2 separate regions of the Gasterosteus aculeatus genome follow, and region 1 is linked to region 2. The links are chromatin contacts, called in public Hi-C maps. All regions are on one chromosome and are shown on one strand. The core of a region is the stretch at or near the end of the contact, and the rest is flanking DNA. Distances in the headings are between cores, read along the strand shown. Region 1 holds the start of arhgap32b (Rho GTPase activating protein 32b). Region 2 overlaps arhgap32b (Rho GTPase activating protein 32b).

Region 1 (3,140 bases), core at 328-2,827, 35 kb before region 2:
AGGGGTTCAACTAGAAAAAGAGAACGTGTTATTTGTTTTGGAATCGTTTTTTTCCCTTTGCTAAAAATGACAATACTCACTGCTGAGTCCTTCTTTCCCAGTCCAAATGCAGATATATTTTCAAACATATCAGCTTTGTGTTTTTTGCTGGATAGGAGGGGGTTCAACTTGTGGCAGAGCAGGCTGAAAGTGTCTGAGCATATATTCAGAGATGGGGTTTAACCCCTAATAACTATAAGATCCACATCTACTGACCATCCCGTGCCACTACGGATCAAAAAGACGTGGAAATGAACCCAGCGTTCTGATCCATGGTGCACACAACATTTTAAAGTTTTAAAATCTGAATCTTTTTTTTTTTTCTTCCTGCTGCCAAAGTGAATCAGCATTTTCATGTTCAATCTTGTCCCCAAATCCTTGGTTTGTTTTTGTGTTTAGACGCCCGAAATAATGTCTACGTTTAACGCGAGCTGAAGAAATTTTAACGTTTCATAAAATGAATTTAAGTGTCTTTAAAAAGGCAGCTCTAAATGAGATAACTAGACGCCATCCTGAGAACACCGGTCCTCTGTGTGAGTGGCGTTGAGGTCATGTGACCGCGCTCCTTTAAAGCCCAACGTCAGCTGTTTACTTGTGGTTTCTGGTTTGATGCAGAGCTGATTTCCTGCATTAATCCAATCCCTTGGCTTTCTGTGGAGGGAACCACTGTGACGCTGACTTCCTGGTTAGTCACCGTTCCTGCTTCTCTCTCATGAGACTGACTGTTGGGTGCAAAAACACAGAAGCCAAACCAGCCCGGTTTGTGCACTGAATTATGAAATGTACAGTGTAAATGCATCCTCCTCAGCTTTTTGTTTGTTTTAATGTCCTGTATGGTCTCTCTGTCTATAAATGTTGATTTTAATCAATTTTATATATTCCTGTTTTACTTTTAATTAAAAGGGAGTAACTGAAAGGCGCTTCTTCTGTCTGTTAATTGTCCTTTTTGTAACACTTCAAGTCAAGACACTAGATGATCTTTCCCCAGGCTCAGCTCTCTCTCTTTCACTAGCATGACATGTATACCATCACCATGTTTGATTTGGGTGCATGTTTTTCCTTCTATAAAACTCAAATTAAAAAATGGCACTCTTCAATACTAACTAGAATGTACAATATTAATTGTGATCATCATTTACAACTAGATGGAGCCATTAAAACCACATTATTGAGAGATTATTGCAGATTATTCCTGATGTTTAGTGCATGCCAGCTCAGTGTCTATGCACTTGAACCACGGTCCTGTAATGAGAAGTAAATCCATAAACTGGTTCTCCGACTCGTGCGTCTGCATGTAGAAATAACCCTGGAATCTGTGGTTGACGGCGTTGAAGAGCTGTTGCATCGCTGTGTGTGTCCTTCTGACAGCAATGGGGACTTTCCCCAGCTGGTCAGAGCTTATTTGTTTGGAGTTGTGAAATAAAAAGTCCCATGATCGCCCTAAATAAAAAGCCTGATTGATGGTCCCGCAGAATAATCCTCCCCGTGCGGAACAGCTGTGGTCACTAGAGGGCAGGTTTGGATCGAATGTATTGCTGAACTTTGGTGAGGAAAGAAATCATCGGGACAACAGATGGAAATTAGCCTCTGGCTAACTGCGGCTCACTTACAGTTGATTGATGAACATCGTTCCTACAAAATAAATTAATGCTTTATTTAAAAGGTAACTATATCCGATCCAACTTTATTTAGCCACATATGGAAATCGATTAGGTGAAGCGTTTACGCTGAGAAACACACAAACAAACAAATGCACGGCGGCAGCGCGACGGTGATTATAACAAGTCTCCAGCGGGGTTATCCGAGCGATGTAAATGGATCCGTTGTGTGAAGTTGTTTGGGTCTAACAATTTGAATTCACAGACACAGACGTATCCCCGAGCCCACGCGTCTTGCCGAGAACAGCGTGACGATAGCACGTTGTCCTATTTCCTTAGTCGTTTGGGTTTCTTCTTTCCGACAGCACGTGAACGTCGCACAGAGATAGCGCCGCTCCGGTCGGATTCCACGGAGCTGCGTGCCTCCCCGTGCAGCTGCATCCGGAGGAAGAGCCCCCGGACAAGTTTAAACGTGGAAACAGCGTCCCGGAACTCCAGCGAGGGGCCAATTTAGCTGACCTTTTGTTAGGAAAAGGTCCACGGAGGACTGTAGTGGTCTTTATTTCCCCCAGAACAGCACAGCAATGGACTGAACGCTTCCCGCGAACCTTGCCGTCCCGGGGGAGCCTTTTTGTTGTTTGGGGTCAACCTAACTGAATACTACCGCTGGAGACCGAGAGAGAGACAGGGGGACATTGACGAATAGACTCGAATTCTTTCTGCCTGACGTCTGGGTGCGAGCTGCGGTTCACGCCGGGATGAAGGAGAAGTGAACAGCGGCGGAGCGCCAGACGGAGACGGTGAAAGCTGAACTCATCTCACGGACCAACGGGGGTCCCCGACCCGCCTCAACCACACACAGGTACTCTCCGGTCCCACCGAGCGCGGCCATGCTGACCCCAACCCGCCTCTCACTTCACTTCGCCGGCGTAGAGCTGCGCTCGGTGTCTAGCGGCCACACGGTGAATGGTAGACCGTGTGTGTGTGTGTGTGTGTGTGTGTGTGTGTGTGTCCGCTCCACGGTGGGCTCTCGGGTTCATCTTTTGTTCTCGTTCAAACGTCGACTACCAAACTCTATGTCGAGTCCAGTTACCAACGTTAATAGTAACAAGTGTGACTTCAGTTAAATGAACTCCCTTTGTAACAAAGGACGCGTTGGACAGCGTTGTCCTCCTGGTGTGGACTCTTCTGTTGTGCAGCCCGGATCCCAACATCAGCAACTTCACTGGAACCAGTGGTGCCGCTCCAGCGGACACACCGAAGGGCCCCACTGACCTATGAGAGAGGGTCAGAAACGTTTCTCCTATTTGTGCTCCATTTGAAACGTTGAATCCTGAGCTATGTGCGATCCAGGAGGGACTCTCTTAAAAGCTGAGCTCGCTCTCTCTCTCGTTACTTGATCCACAGTTCCAATGCTCTTCTGATGCTCCACTCCCTTATTAGATTACGGTTTAATCAGATATGCATGGAGGCCCTTAATCCTTATTTAACAAAGCAAACCAA
Region 2 (3,557 bases), core at 576-3,075:
GGAATGGATGCAGGGCAGAAAAGTAGTACAGGAGTAGAAAATGCCAATATGGATTCAATGTTAGTCTGAATCATAATAATGCAGATGATAGTGAAAACTAGTTCACTAACTTTTTCAAGCCAATGTGGATTTATGTAATATTTATGAATTTGCATCTCCCAGTAGTTTCTTAGCGCTCTCATGTTTTCTTCCTGACCTCCTGTCCAGTCATTTTCAAAACGGTGACTGTCTGCTCCATTTCTAAAGGATCTTTTTCAGCATCACTTGCTTTAACAAGGTCCATTGGGAGTGTGTGTGTGTGTGTGTGTGTGTGTGTGTGTGTGTGTGTGTGTGTGTGTGTGTGTGTGTGTGTATACACCCTGTGTGTGTCCGTTCGGTGCTTTGTTCAGGATTTGGTGCAGTGGGCAGAACTACAATATTATGTCTTTTACCTTTTAATTGGCTTTGGGTTTACAATTGTGTTTACTGTTCTCCTTTAAGGCTTTTTTTGCAAAACATGTAGTGTCTTTGTTTTACAATCTCTAATAATAATAACAACCGTGTTTTATCATTTCCCTCCAATTGTCCTCTTGCACTAATTGTATTCATACTTTCTAAGTGGTTCTTTGAAGGCCTAATGCTAATTCAATTTAACCATTGTCAGATATGTTAAATGTTCTGTCCAGTTCCATTTCCTTCTATTGGGGTTTCTGCATGGTGACCACATCGTGTTCGTCCCAAAAAACTGTACTTCTTCCCTAGCATGCCGAACCTGAACTTGAACCTCAAAGAGGTAGCCATACCTTCCCTCATCTCGTGTGCGCACGTGTCTATGTGTGTCCATCAGGACAGAACTGCCGTGCGCAGCAAATCCTACGCACATAATTGTAGGGTAAACACTGACTTTTGCGACATCTGTCCATCTAAGACGAGTCGATGAAGAACATTCATCTTTAACTACTTTGATAAGCAATCATTACTTAAATCGATTGTCAAACAAGCAATTTGAAAACATTACATGGCGTCATGGAAATTGTTGTGGTTGTCATTTTAGCGTTTTAACGGACTGATCAGTGAAATAGCACCTGGATTTGTGTGTTTTTTCTGCAGGGGCCTGAGGCCTGGACGCCACCTGGAGGACGACGATATCGTGCCTGAACTGGCTAACATCCATCCTAGAGAGAGACCTGACTGGGAGGAGACCATCAGTGCCATGGTGAGAGACACTCACACACATTCTCTCTTTTGCATATAAACATTTGCACATGTGATACTGTTTTGAATACATACGTTGGAGTGGGAAACCGTTTTTTCCTTCAATGTCCTGCTCTTGTCTCGACTCAACTAAAGCTCATACGTGTGAACTTGATAATTAGTATGGATTTCTTGGCTGATAATAATTTTCATTTTCTAAGAAGAAATTCTTTTTAGAGAGAACAATTCTTATTTGTAGTGTATTTGTATTCTTGCGGTTTGGCTCCAGCCGCAAGATAGAAAGGTTCTCAGCACCGCACAGAGACGGAGTACAAGGCCGGCAGGACAAAAGTCTGTTGAATGTCTGATTGGATTGACACGGACATTCTGCATTCCCCCGTACAGCTCCTGTGTGATGTCATCAGGAGGTCAGGGCTGACTGCTTTTTGCTTCCTACCACCTTCTTATTGCTGTGTTAATGCTTTCCCTCTCCTGCGTACTCCCGTGTCTTCTGTCGATTTCAGCCCGTCCCTCTGAAGGCCGGATTCCATTCACCGTCATTCACAATTTCCTCCCTTACCATCTTTGGTTCGGGTCTCGCTCCTTCAGCATCAACAGCACGTTGACAAAAAAATGAGGCCGTCTCCATGGTAACATGCCGAGCCACCCGCGGTTGGCTGTGTGTGTGAGAATCTCGCCAGGCTAATTAATATTGATCACAAGAGGCGGGGCTTTTGATACCCTTACTCTGCCATTCATTGTTCAATATTTGATTCGAGCGGTAGCTGCTTCCAGTATTCATGTGTCCTGATCGGAGGAGACGATGAGAAGCCTGAGCAACTTAGTGTAAGCTGTCACACCGACGCCCTGCTGCCCCGTGTGGGTTGGACTTGCTCCGTGCGGGCTGCAGAGCGGCGCATTAAAGGGAGAAATCCTGCGACGGCGGGATAAAGGGAACACTGGAAACGTTTTCAGTGGTCCTAGATTTGCTATGACAGAGGGGAACAGGGATAAGAAGGAATGAGTTCAAAGCTTTCACATTGATTTCAAACATCTGAGTCACGCATTCGAGGAATATGCCCATGGCTGTTTTATGGTCACACACGCGTGCGCACACTTACACGTTTTACTGGTAGGTATGCATGAAAGTAGCTCAGCCTGAATATTTCACATAGTGGCAGCCTGAGCTTTCATATATTATGGCTGTGTTACTTCCATCAACATTGATTTAGCTGGTTATTGTTTTCAGTAACGGAACTGGTAAAAATACTGGGAGATGTGTGGTGCGTTCGCTGTGCTCCACCGGCTCTCTTTGCCTCTTTTAGTCTCAATGGAGATCATTAAATGTTGAAATATTCTCCCAACGATTCACCATCTTTGTTCAAGCCTCCTTCAGGAACAAACTAAAATGGCCTTAATGACCTACGTCAAATCCACTTAAATTACACGCTGGAATCAGAGAATATTTTGCATCTCTAATAGATCGATTATCAAAATAGTTATTTTTCTTATGATGGACTAACCAGTCAACTGTACTCTGGATGTGCAGTTAAAGTGACGCCCGTGTCTAACCAGCCGCCCACACCAGGGCAGACGCCTCTGACAGCTTGGTACCGCTAACACGTTGCATGGACGACCTTGTCTGCATTCCACCTTCACTGTCACTGACCGTCTGGCACAGCTCTGCTCCAGCTTGTTTCCCTTTGACATTACCCATCGTCACATTCTCTGACCTCACTTGGCCAGTGACTTTCTGGTACTTTTGTCCCACGGAGGCATTTTACTTTCAATCAGACTCTCATAGAACTGTGTTGTAAATCAATCTTACAACCATCTTACTACCTTGTCGTACCTGGTTTCTCTCCCAGGTGTGCTCCAATAACCTGGTTACTGAAAAACAAATCTGCCACCCGCTATAAAACCGAGTTCCCGGCCTTCCGTGAATGTTCCGTTGACCACAGCCAGCTAAGAACCTGCGTTGTCTCTCAACTCTAAACAACCATCTTCGCATAGAACAGGAAGTATTGGCCCTACGTTGGTCGAAATAATTCCTTCTGATTTGGTTCACCAAAAGTCTAGCCACACCTCTGTGACCGGACTAGCGCTGGAGAAGAATAAGGCCCAATTCCAATCTCTCTCCTTACACGAGGGTTGAGTTTGTGAGGCTCTCTGGACATTTCAAGCCCTAATAAACCCCGTCGGCTTCTGGCATTGGTTATTGATAAACCGTAGAAACTGGTCCACATGGAAGGTAAAACATGATCCCGATGGTCAAAGTAGGTTTAATATGACCGACCGTCCAGCAGTCTGCCCACGTCAGAAACACCTAAAAGGAAGTGAAGTACAATGGATTTCATGTGAAACGTCTAAAGATACAAGTAAAC

Evidence for each region. A called contact is a pair of places that touch in the nucleus more often than the background predicts.
Region 1: a Hi-C map of tail fin shows a contact between it and region 2, with 3 times the contacts expected there. The contact joins the promoter of arhgap32b here to the enhancer-like site in region 2. A contact is called at or near these places in 3 of 6 Hi-C or Micro-C datasets (skeletal muscle, tail fin and whole body).

The regions. Positions count from the first base shown.
Region 1 is chr7:16,352,542-16,355,681 of fGasAcu3.hap1.1, reverse strand. It overlaps arhgap32b (Rho GTPase activating protein 32b), which reads left to right and starts at 1,577. Exons shown (of 23, transcript XM_040180162.2): 1 at 1,577-2,499. LOC120821537 (vacuolar protein sorting-associated protein 26B-like) reads left to right here. Exons shown (of 6, transcript XM_040180166.2): 6 at 1-955.
Region 2 is chr7:16,317,594-16,321,150 of fGasAcu3.hap1.1, reverse strand. arhgap32b (Rho GTPase activating protein 32b) reads left to right here. Exons shown (of 23, transcript XM_040180162.2): 3 at 1,090-1,195. Among protein-coding and RNA genes, the nearest start is that of arhgap32b, 35 kb to the left of the region's middle. Within about 2 kb of position 1,825, at least 1 of the 9 cell types and tissues checked has open chromatin away from gene starts, as enhancers often do.